Linked DNA regions of Mus musculus: all the other regions are linked to region 3. The links are chromatin contacts, called in public Micro-C and promoter capture Hi-C maps. All regions are on one chromosome and are shown on one strand. The core of a region is the stretch at or near the end of the contact, and the rest is flanking DNA. Distances in the headings are between cores, read along the strand shown.

Evidence for each region. Promoter capture Hi-C pulls out the DNA fragments that hold promoters and counts their contacts. Hi-C and Micro-C count contacts between places; a contact is called where the count stands out from the background. Capture Hi-C pulls out chosen DNA fragments and counts their contacts.
Region 1: a contact with region 3 is called in a promoter capture Hi-C map of liver. The contact joins the promoter of Idh3g here to the promoter of Dusp9 in region 3. A contact is called at or near these places in 2 of 115 datasets of contacts at active chromatin or transcription factors (embryonic stem cells and memory CD8 T cells) and 4 of 9 other capture datasets (adipose tissue, embryonic stem cells, liver and 1 more).
Region 2: a contact with region 3 is called in a Micro-C map of embryonic stem cells, with 2.5 times the contacts expected there. The contact joins the promoter of Pdzd4 here to the promoter of Dusp9 in region 3. A contact is called at or near these places in 2 of 484 Hi-C or Micro-C datasets (both in embryonic stem cells) and 1 of 9 other capture datasets (liver).
Region 4: a contact with region 3 is called in a promoter capture Hi-C map of embryonic stem cells, with 2.4 times the contacts expected there. The contact joins the promoter of Zfp92 here to the promoter of Dusp9 in region 3. A contact is called at or near these places in 3 of 39 promoter capture datasets (the 3T3-L1 cell line, the SN4741 cell line and embryonic stem cells) and 1 of 9 other capture datasets (liver).

Annotation. Positions count from the first base shown.
Region 1 is chrX:73,785,481-73,788,180 of GRCm38.p6, reverse strand. Idh3g (isocitrate dehydrogenase 3 (NAD+), gamma) reads left to right here and starts at 1,284. Exons shown (of 13, transcript NM_008323.1): 1 at 1,284-1,406. The coding sequence starts at 1,326. It overlaps Ssr4 (signal sequence receptor, delta), which reads right to left and starts at 1,158. Exons shown (of 6, transcript NM_001166480.2): 1 at 875-1,158. The coding sequence starts at 941.
Region 2 is chrX:73,823,628-73,826,327 of GRCm38.p6, reverse strand. Pdzd4 (PDZ domain containing 4) reads left to right here and starts at 1,359. Exons shown (of 8, transcript NM_001029868.2): 1 at 1,359-2,046. The coding sequence starts at 1,987.
Region 3 is chrX:73,638,101-73,640,800 of GRCm38.p6, reverse strand. It overlaps Dusp9 (dual specificity phosphatase 9), which reads right to left and starts at 1,360. Exons shown (of 4, transcript NM_029352.3): 1 at 1,160-1,360; 2 at 1-608. The coding sequence starts at 573.
Region 4 is chrX:73,409,727-73,412,426 of GRCm38.p6, reverse strand. Zfp92 (zinc finger protein 92) reads right to left here and starts at 1,331. Exons shown (of 6, transcript NM_009566.5): 1 at 1,237-1,331; 2 at 697-739.

The DNA.
Region 1 (2,700 bases), core at 35-2,534, 150 kb before region 3:
GGCATAAATGGCAGGAGGAAAATGCCTGGGAATGGCTCTCAAGGCCATATTCCACCAACCCTTCTGTGACCTGCTCAGCTGGGCCTTTCCCTGTAGACACTATGGAACCCCTAATAGATGTTACAGCCAGGTTTGTCTTTTTAAGACACTGCTAGCAACAGACTGAAGGATTCTCTGAGGGGTGGGTAGAAGGGATGGCCAGAGGCTACCTGTATGTACAGAAACCAAATCGTCCTTAGTTCAGGCTCTCAGGTCTGAGGTGCTAACATCTTTCAAAACACATGCCGGCACTCCAGATTGAGCTCAGCCCCACTACCACGTTACAGATGTCTCACAAATATCAACGGGTCTGTGCACGGTTCAATTTTGCTATGAACTTTGGGGTGGGATATACCAAGGCGTCACAAAAAGTCGAGGCTCTGGGCACTAAAAGCCCTTGCTCACTTCATCGGTTCCCTATCTAACTCGCCTAGTGCCCTTACTCTGATCTGCCTCCCTCTCTTAGGTTTCTCTTGGGGAAGCCTGGCCTATGCAGCATTGGTTCGTAGCTGCCAGCACTGCTCTTGTGCGACTACCTTTTGACACAGGAACCAGGGACATACATATCACCTTCCCTGCTGGAGCTGGTGGTCGGAGCATGGTACTGCTTTGGGGGTTCTCCCAAAAGCAGACAAGGAAGCAACCTGGCTGTCGGGTAAACGTGTGTGTGGTGCTTTGGTCGCCACGACACAACACCCATCGGGGGAAGATCCCGTCAGTAGCGACGAGCCCCGGGAAGGGCCAGATCCCCACCTCGCGCACACCCTTCCTCCCCCCAGCACCACCTGCCAACAGCAGGGGCGCGCCCCGAAACAAGCTCCGGCCAGGCCGCTACCTGAGCAGCAAGATAGGCCAGACAGCAGGAGTAGTGCCAGGGCGCCGAAAGATGCCATCGCCGCCATCGCCTCTTCTCTTCCGAGGGGAAAAGAGAGCAAGCCACCCTGGACATGCGGAGCAGACGAGGAAGCGCGACGCGTAAGCGGCCTCAGCACCCAATCGTGCGTCGGCGGGCTGGGTCGGGCATGGTGACGTCGCTGGCGGCACTGACGTGTCCGCTTCCCTAGCCAGGGTCCCAACCGGTCGCACTTCCCTCCTTCTCAGCCTTCCCCTCCCCAAGATGGCGGAACAGTGCTCTAGGCACCGGAAGGGGGCGTAAGAACCGGTGTGACTGTGCGCGTGCGTAATGCTAGCGTTTTCTCAACCCATACCCCGGATTTCTCGCTGTCCCCAACTGTCGCGAGAACGGTGCTTAATGTTTTGACCTGTAGAGGTCCTCACTTTTCGTCATGGCGCTGAAGGTGGCGATAGCTGCTGGCGGTGCTGCAAAGGCAATGCTCAAGCCAACTCTCCTCTGCCGTCCTTGGGAGGTGAGTGGTGAATGGGCGGTGGGACATTTGCAGGCTTACAGAGGGACTTAACACCCAATTGAGACCCGGAGTCGGGTAACGGCTCTTTGAGCAAACACGGAATTCGATTGGCTGTGCGAGCCATAGGAGGGGCGGGGAGAGGGCTGCACTCTGGGGTTCACTGGTTGCTTCTGCTGTCCGTGAGGCGGTTGGCCGAAATTGACTCTGATCTGGCTCCTCTGTGCCTTCCTCCGGAAGGGTTGGGAAGGTAGACCGCAGTAGCTAGGTGTCCCCTCCGTAGTGTCCTTGTGGAAGCCCTTTTGAAGAGGCCACGTGTCCTGGCCCACCTTGCATGTACCATCTAAGCCTGTTTCTGGACTCAGTTCCTCCTTGGTTTTCCCTCTCTTAGACTGCTTTGCCCTAGTGGAGGTGGAAAATCAGACTTTATCAGTATCTCTCTCGCTGTGTGTCTCTCGCTGTGTCCCCGCGTTCCCTCTCCCGGTTTCTCTCTGTCTCGTCGAACACGCGGTTTCTCTCTGTAGCCTGGAACTCACACTGTAGACCAGGCTGGCCTTGAATTCAGAAATCCTCCTGCCTCTGTCTCCCAAGTGCTGGGATTAATTAAAGGCATGCACCGCCGCCATCTGGCTATCCATAATCCTTGATCCCTCCAGATCTTCCGCCTACCAAGCACCTAGATACTTGATTCTAACCAAAAGGCCAACAAACAAGCCCAAACCCCTGTAATGAGAGTGAACCAGGGTTCTAAGACTGGAAGCTTCTAGGGCTTTGCTTTCCTGGTTCTTTCTTTGGAGTCTTGGTTAGCTGGTTTAGCTCCTGGGTAGCACTGCTTAGCACCAGAAAACCAACAACTAGCTCTGGGGAATAAGAGCTATGACCTCTAGGCCTTGCTCTTCCACTGACCTAGAATATGGCATTAGGCCAGCTCTCTTTTCTCTCTGGGTTCCAGTGAGGAGAGAGGACTTTATGTTCTCAAAGCATTTGCTGACTCTGACCTTCCAGAATGCCATGGGGTTTTTTGTTGTTGTTGTTGTTGGGGTCTTGGGGGCTTTTTTGTTTTGTCTTGTTTTGTTTGGGGAAGGGAGCTACATATGCTACATGAAATTCTATTTAAAATAGGGACTTCTGGTTCAGCCAGATGGCTGAGTGGGTAAAGGCACCTGCCTCCAAGCTTGGATACCAAGTTTAATCCTTGGAATTCTTGTAAAATGCAAGGAGAAAAAGGACCCCACAGAATCATCTTCTCATTGCCACACGTGTGCTATGGCTTCTTCCTCATTGTTGAGGAAAGACC
Region 2 (2,700 bases), core at 110-2,609, 190 kb before region 3:
GAAAGAAAGAAAGAAAGAAAGAAAGGAAGGAAGAAAGGAAGGAAGGAAGGAAGGAAGGAAGGAAGGAAGGAAGGAAGGAAGAAAGACTTGTGCTAAGTTCTGTGGGCTAGGCTGGGGGAAAATGTTTTTGATGACTGGTCAGGACCTTGGTGAAATACATACAATTAGAAGGTAAAAAGATTTGGAGAGGATATTTCTAAGAGACTGCTCTTGAAGTAAGGTGATCTAGATCTTATGCTGTAGGCATGAGGAAGCTCAAATTACAGGGCAGAGGGGGCTGTTGTGGCAGTAACCATGGTGGAAGGACTAGGGTCCATCTCCTCTCCCCGGGGCTGATCTAAACACAGTGCCTCCCATCCACAGACATTTGTACTGAGCTCTCAAAAAGGGTATTCCTCAGGAAGATCTACTGGTCATCTCCTGAAAGGCTCAAGTTTTGCTTTCTGGGAAAGACAGTTTATAAGCACTCATACTTCCTTTCTGGATTTCAGGTTATTCCTATTTCTGTCTTTTGAACCAAAGTGGGGGTGGAAAGGAAAAGTATTGAAGCAGCCTCCCCCAATACTGTTAATTAAACATTTCTATGCTGTTATAAATCCCCTCACTCGCCAGAGCCTGGAGATAAAGACCAGACAATTTTATCAAAGGATCTTCTGCAGGTAAGAGGGCTAAGCAGCTCTCTCAGGCAGCCTCTGGGAACCTAGCTTTCAATCGGTCATTGTTATCTAGCCAAAGGCCATCTTTTCCTCTGGTTTATCAAGAAGAGGGGCAGCCTGTGGGAGGGAAGAGGCTAAAGGAGAAGTGTGAGGAGGGAAGGCTGGAACTGAGAAACAGACAGCGGTTTCAGTGCAAGCAAGGGGGGTGCCCATAAAGGCCCCAAAGAATGAGGCTTCTCTGTAGTTCTCTTGCCACCTACAGCACCCCCACGTTTTTCTTCTAAACAAAGGTATCCGTTTCAGAGATAGCAAGGGAATGGCTCAGTTAAAGCAGGGAACCAGTCTTTAAAGAGAGACAGAGGAAGGAGTACAGACATTGGGGCTGATACATTTAGAACCTGGGAAAGGGGTGAAATAGCCTCTCCTTGAGACCAAGGCCCTGAACTCTCTTCAGGAGTCCAGGGAAGCTTCTTCTTCAGACAGGATCCTCTTTTCTCAGGGACACACCTAGCAGACAGGTCCACTAGACACCTCGCCCTCGGACATTGGCATTATCTGGTCTCAGGGACTCAGGCCCCGCCCTCAGCTCCCTGCGCCGACTCCTGAGGCCCCCTGCCGCTCCCGCCCGCACCCAGCCTCTGCTTCTCCCACGCGCGTGCGCCCCTTCTCCGCACACCTCCCCCGCTGTTGCTGCGGGCGCGCGCGCGCGCGTTCCGGTGTTCCAGGCAGGAGCTGGAGACAAGCGACCGGCTGTGGGCCAGGCTCTGAGAGAGCGCCGTGAGCTAGAGAAGCGGGACCCTGCGAGGCTACAGCTGGCGTGGGCCTGGCCGCCTCTCCGTCGGCGGGCCGGGCCACGTCGCCAAGCCCAGAGGCTGGACTCCCGGGGCTGATGGCCATGGGCGGGAGCTGGAGACGACAGCGGCAAAGGCAGCGGCAGCGGCCGGCCCCGCGGGCGGGGAGCCGTGTGGCCCACGGCCCCTGACAGCCCCTGACGGCCCCGGCGGGCAGGCGCGCTCCCGCGCCTCCTGGGGTGGGGGGGCCGTAGCCAGGCAACGCCCGGCGCGCCCGCCCATCCCCCGCCGCCCTTTTTTTCCCCTGGCTGGGTGCGAAGGAGCATGCCTGTGTCTGGCCTCGGCCAGCAAAGAGTTAAGTCGAGAGGCTTGGAGCTGCCTTCCTCTTGGGGGCGTGCCCCCCTCCCCCGCTAGGCGGCTCGGCCCCCCGGGGTAAGGTATGGCCCCGGGCCCAGGCCCGGGACCCGTGGTCCCACGCACTGGCCAGTGAAAGATACCTTCCTCTTCCCGCTCTCCTCTTTCCCTCGCCGGCCAGCATCATGGGATGTAATATGTGTGTGGTCCAGAAACCGGAGGAGCAGTACAAAGTGATGCTTCAGGTAGGGCGCCTGGGCTGCTGGGGAGAGGGTCGCAGCCGGACCTAGGAAAACTGTAAACCCCGAGGGGGAGGGCCAGGTAGAGTCAAGAAAGGCAGGTGTGGGAGGGCGAGAGGGCTCGAGAGAAAAAGGTAGGGAGCTGATCTCGCCCTCAGATTATGGGTTGCTGGGTGCTGGCGCCCTGTGGGAACCATCCAGGGATGGAAGGAACTGGGTGAAGAAGATATGTAGGTGTTCAAGGCACATCACCTGGCACTCCGAGTGCGTAACGACCACTAACCATGTGTCCAGATCAGCCCAGGTGGGAAGTTAAGATTCTGTCCCGGGACAGTGAGGCGCTCAGTGGCCCGCGCGGGATGGAGGTTGCATAGCAACGGTCTGGATTCCCGGCACATGGTCCCAGGGTTGGAGCCTGACCCAAAGAAGCAGTGAAGTGCCTGCGGGACAGAGGCCGAATCCCGGGCCTGGCAGGCCAGATTTAAAACGTCGTCAATGGAGCTGGGTTTGAGTACCCATTTTCCCATCCACTCTCTAGACTAAGTCACGACTGTCGATTTCAGGGCCTCAGGCATTTTGGGTGAGTGGGTGACGCGGGGATCGATCGGTGGTGCCCAGCACGTGCTCTGCCTGTTGGCATCCGCTTTGGCCTGTTGGGCC
Region 3 (2,700 bases), core at 111-2,610:
TAGGTAGTATGCTGGGTAGCCTTCTTCCCGCAGCTTCTGGAGCAGGACGCCCAGCACCGAGTCAGCATCCCACTCTTCTTTGGCCTCCGCTTTGGCCTCCGCTTTAGCCTCCGCTTTGGCCTCCGCTTTGGCCTCCGCTTTGGCCTCCGCTTTAGCCTCCGCTTTGGCCTCCGCTTTGGCCTCCGCTTTAGCCTCCGCTTCGTTCTCCGCTTCAGCCTTAGGTTCGGCCTCCGCTTCAGCCTTAGGTTCGGCCTCCGCTTCAGCCTTAGGTTCGGCCTTCGCTTCAGCCTCCGCTGCTTCACGATGGCACTGGCCACTGCTACCCTGGTCGTACAGGAGCACAGGGGCCGGTGGGGGAGGCTGCAGTGGTGGCCCAGGCAAGAGCGACCGCACCGACATGCTCCCCCTCCGCAGGCGGCGCAGCATCAGCGAGGGCAGGGCCACGCTCAGCGCCCCGCAGATGCGCGCCGACTCATACAGCTCCCGGCTGCGGCAGTCCAGCAGCAGAAGCTGTGGGCGCGGGGACGACAGCTCCTGACGCAGCCACAGGCATGACCGACTCAGACTCTCCATGGTCGCGCAGCGTCCTGCACGTCGGGCAGTGGGTGCTGTGGAGAGAGGCAAGGCGCGGAGTGAGGGCAAGTTTGTCTCTACTCCTGCAGCGTGGATCAGGCTACTGAGGCGGGAAGTCAACCCCTGTCCTGAGGGCAGGCTTTCAGTGTCCCCGCAGGGACATTCCTCTACCGCCTGCTTCTCTCCTCGCGCTCCACCCACAGTGAGAACACCAAGGAAGGCGCCCCTGGAAAAAGACCCGAGGCTGCCGCCACTTGGGCGCTGCTCCCTGCCCCGCTTACATGGAGTTTTCGTGAGACATACCCCAGAAGATAGCTGGGCGTCTACCGGTCTCTGAAGTGCTAGGAGGACTAAAACCAGTTCCCTCCACACCCCTTTTCTGACTTTCTCATTTGCTCTGATCTCCATCACTCCCCAAGTTCAATTTTGGATGTGTGGAGAAGTTGGGTTCAAGGCCCGGCTCTCCTCTAAAGCCCGGAAGACCCAGAGAACAAGAGGGTCACCGAGGTTGTGGGCCTCGGCGAGTCCCGTAAGAGCTGACTCGGCCCCACTCCTACCCACCCCAGGAGAGAACAAAAGGAGAGACCTGGAGCGAGATCCAGAGGCAGGCGACTGCACCCGGACGTCCTGGCCACAGCTAGTGCCACGGCAGGGCGTAGGTATCGTTCATGGAGACGGATCCCCCAGGCTTGGGCGCTCGGAGAGGGCGGGGTGGTGGAGCAGGCTCGCACGTGGAAGCCAAGCCTCGCGCCACTCGTGCGCCGGCCGCTTCCTGGCAGCAGAATCCAGATTCCACCTTGGAAGGCTCTGCCTTCGGACCGACTAAGTAGCAGCTCAAAGGGGCGGGACGGGGCGGGGCGGTGGGGCGGGCTCAGGGAGCAGGAGAGCCAACCAGGGCTAAGGAAAAGCCTGGTGGGAGTTGCAAGCCGCAGGCTGAGCTAGGGCTTCCACCCAGGCGGGACAGGGTCAGGGCAGAGGCCAAGGGCAGGTCGGGGGCCCAGCAGGGGACATGTTGCAGTTGCCCCTGCTTGGCGCCAGTCTGGTCCCTGGAAGCAGGAAGAGGGGTGGGGACAAAAGCCCAGAGCCCCAGAACCAGAAACTGTCTCAAACAACTCAATAATGCTGAACTACCTGGAACTAGATGGCCCCCATCTGTATAATGGGCCAATCAGAGCCTTCTAATGTATTTTACTGTGAGATGCCACTAAAAAACTGAAGGCACAAGGCAGCTCCTGGGTGTGCTATTTCCATCTGGGCTTCATTTGTACAGGCCTAGCTAAAGGTACACAAGAATTCCGAGCACCCAACTCTAAACTGAGACACTGTGCTCTTATCAGGTGAAGAGGGGCGCCTCCCCAAAGCCTCTTTCCCATAAGCCCCTGGATGGATCCACGTGGAAAGAAGTCGTTTTACTGCAATATGTCCCCATCCCCATTCTCCTTCTGGCTTTTCTAGTGGTCATGACTATACAAGTCACTGTCCCAGTTTTTGAAACTTCAGCGTGTCTCCACCCTGCCCCATTCCAGAGCACCATTCAGTCCACTAAGGCTGGTGGCCTCCAGCCAGCCCACTGGACAGGTGATGAACAGGAAAGACACACAAGGGCTCTCCTTGCCTGGGTGTTCTAGTCCAGCAGGACACACTAACAATAAGCAAAGGCACTGGACCAGATATCGGGGTGATAAGTGCTGACAATGAAAGGAGAGGCAGGGGAGGCTTCTAAAAAAGCCCCATCTGGCCATGTGTCCTTTCTCTGCTAAAAGCCCAAGAAAAGCAAATAACAGTTTTAAAGGAAAACACACAACAGATAAGATAAAGCTCGCACAAAATAATCAAAGGGTTAAGACCCCGTAGATAAATGGGTAAGGAACTCAAGGACTGCATACTCTGCCCAAAGGAAGGAATGTGATGGGGTAAGAATATATGGGGAAAGGTTGAAGCTCAGGCATGGAAGGAAAGCCAATTCAAAAAAATAGGGAAATACTTCCCAGTCACTACATTAGTAGAATGTTCTCAAAATGAGAACGCCAAGTGTTGGCAAGAGCTGACTGGGGCTTGATTATGTTGTGGACAAGTTAGTGGTGGCATGAGGCCATGGATGCAGACAGCTGAAGAGACAGTATCTTA
Region 4 (2,700 bases), core at 82-2,581, 230 kb after region 3:
TTGTACCAGCTATTCCTTCTGCCTAGAATATTCCTTCAAAACAGAAACATGTGCCTTATTCCTTTATCACCTTTAAGTTTGGATAGAAATTTTCTAGTCCCAGCACCTAAATTTGCAACTGGGCCTCCTTTTTTCAGCTCTTACTATCTTTCATTCAACCCATGTAGTTACTATTTTGAAATGTTTATGACTTATGGTCTGTGCTCAGTCACTAACTCCAACCATAGAGGGGATGATTTTTGCCATCTCCTTTGACAGGTCTCAGACAAGTCTGTAGTAACAACCTGGTTCATAATGGTTCTTGACAGACCCTTGTTAGATGGAACTAGTCATAACTAGTACTGCAGGAAAGCACTAGGCACAATTCCCCGTTCAGCTCAGCTCTACTCATTTCCTCACCCGCTTTCCCACCTTTCCTTCTGCCTTACCCCCTAAGTATTGGCTTGGCTGAGGTTTTTGCTCTTCCCTGGAGTGGGGGAAGCACAGTGGACACTGGTCAACACACACAGTGGAAAGGCACAACTCTTCATTCCCGAGAGCCACAGGTTCATGATTCTGATGGCCTGTCCCAGTCTGGGGGCTCTCACGGCTTGTGCCTGTGGGCTGTTTGCCAGGTGCCCTGGGTAACAGTGCCATGATCTCATAATTGGAGCTTGCCCAGACTTCCCCCACCCAGAGATATAAAACCAAAATTACCTGGGCAGATCAGCTGTGCAATGCTCTTGTGCCAGCCCCTGGTCTGAAAATCAGGAGAGAAATACAAAAGCTTCAGTTCCTTTGCTCCGCAGCCTCCCTAGCTCCCAGCTCAGCCCAGCTCCTCTTCCCAGGCACTAGAAAACGGGATCCCTGAAAGCTCCTGCTCAGCTCATTCAACACTGTCCCGGGGCTTCCCCAGATGTCGCCACTACAGCTTCTCCTTCCATCCTCTGGCCACCTGTGTCCTGTTCAGCTCAGCTCTACTCATTCCCTCACCTGCTTTCCCACCTTTCCTTCTGCCTTACCTCCTAAGTATTGGCTTGGCTGAGGTTTTTGCTCACACCTTCTGAGATAGGCCAATGATCCTTTAGTACTTCCCTTCTCCCGCCTGCTTGCCTACCTGTACGCTATACAGCTTTGGCTTCCTCTCTCCACCCCTACATCAGGCAAAACCAGAAGCCAAGGATGCTGCCTCCAAGAAGCTCTCCAGGGAGGCGTCCTGGAGAGGTTCTGAGCTCTCAGACTGCTGTCGGACCTCACCTTTGTTCACGAGGTTCGTCCTGCGTAGAGACCTTTGGCCAGGTCCTCTGCTGCTGCTAAGGAGCAGGGTGAGTGAGCAGGCGTGGCTGGGGCGGGGGCGACAGCGGCAGCCTGGGAACGGGGCGCAAAAGGGGAACACAGAGCATGCGCAGCGCTGCAGGAGGGCGGCTCAGCGCACTCTCGCCCCACTTAGGCGTCTGGTCTCACTCCCCATGAACCCGGGACACTTCCATTTTCTGTCTGGGCTGCTCTGAAGCAGTCTGATTGCAGTGGTCATTGTATGGCAGTACTGAAGCAACAAGAGAGGCCCCTGTTGATCCCATATCATTGATGAAGCGCCTCCCATGGATCAGATCACTGGGAATTCCACCCACCCATTCATTTATTTCCCTAGCATCAAGTGGCCAGGCCATGGTCTCCTAGTAAAGGACAGTTCCTGTGAGCAGGAAGGGCAAGGATCAGAAAAGAAGCATAGGGCATGAAGGGGGACCTAGGAGATGACAACGTAGAGAAGGAGAGAGAAGAGAAAGTGAAAGAACTGGTGGTGACCTACTGAACACAAGCCAGTCTTTTTCCTCAAGTTACCCCATGTGGTCAGCAAGCCAGCCCCCCAGGGTAGACATCAGGGTTACCATTTTCCCACATAGATCACCATCCATATGGTAGAACCAATATGGAAACCCAAGGGCTGGAGTTCTACACTTCTTTCTGGAAAGTTCCGAGATCTCCCAAGAAAAGTCAGTGTGAATAAGAGTAGAACATAAAGAAAAAAGAAACTAAACCATATTATTGGTGCTACCAAAGCCTCCCAACCCTGGCTTCTAGGAACTGAGCTGTGTCTTTCCTTATAAAGCTGACCAGGGTCTTCTGTCTTAAGGTGGCCTTGAGACCAGGTGGGGCCAAGGGCAAGGAGCCCTCTGCAAGTCTGTGATCCTAGGATAAGCCTGTCATATTTCCCAGGCTTGGGGGAAAAGCTAGGACCCCCCGGTCAAGATGCTTCTGTCAGTGAAGAGTGGAGACTGAAGAGGAACAATGGCAAGCACAGCTTTGGAGCCCCTTTCCTGGAACAGGCTGGGGGGCCCTCAGGGCCCTCAGCTGTGGGTTTCAATGAAAAGATGCCTGCTCACTGGGGCTGTTGGACAGGCATACCCAGGTCTGTGTCCCAGAGTAATGTACACCCCCCTGACTCCCAGTGTCTGTGAATGTGGCCACACACAAGAGACAGATCTCTGAGGATGTTGTCCCATTAAAGATGGAGAGATGAGATCACCCTGATCATCCAGGTGGCCCCAAGTCCAGTGACAGAGGTTCAGAGGCACACAGAAGGAAAAGGCCTGGTGGTAGGGGTATGTGGCCACAGCCAAGGGAAGCTGGAACTGCTAGAAGAGGTGGGAAGGGTCCTCCCTCAGCCCCTCTGAAGGGGTGCGCACTGACTTTAGGCTCTAGCACTCTAGAGCTGTGGGA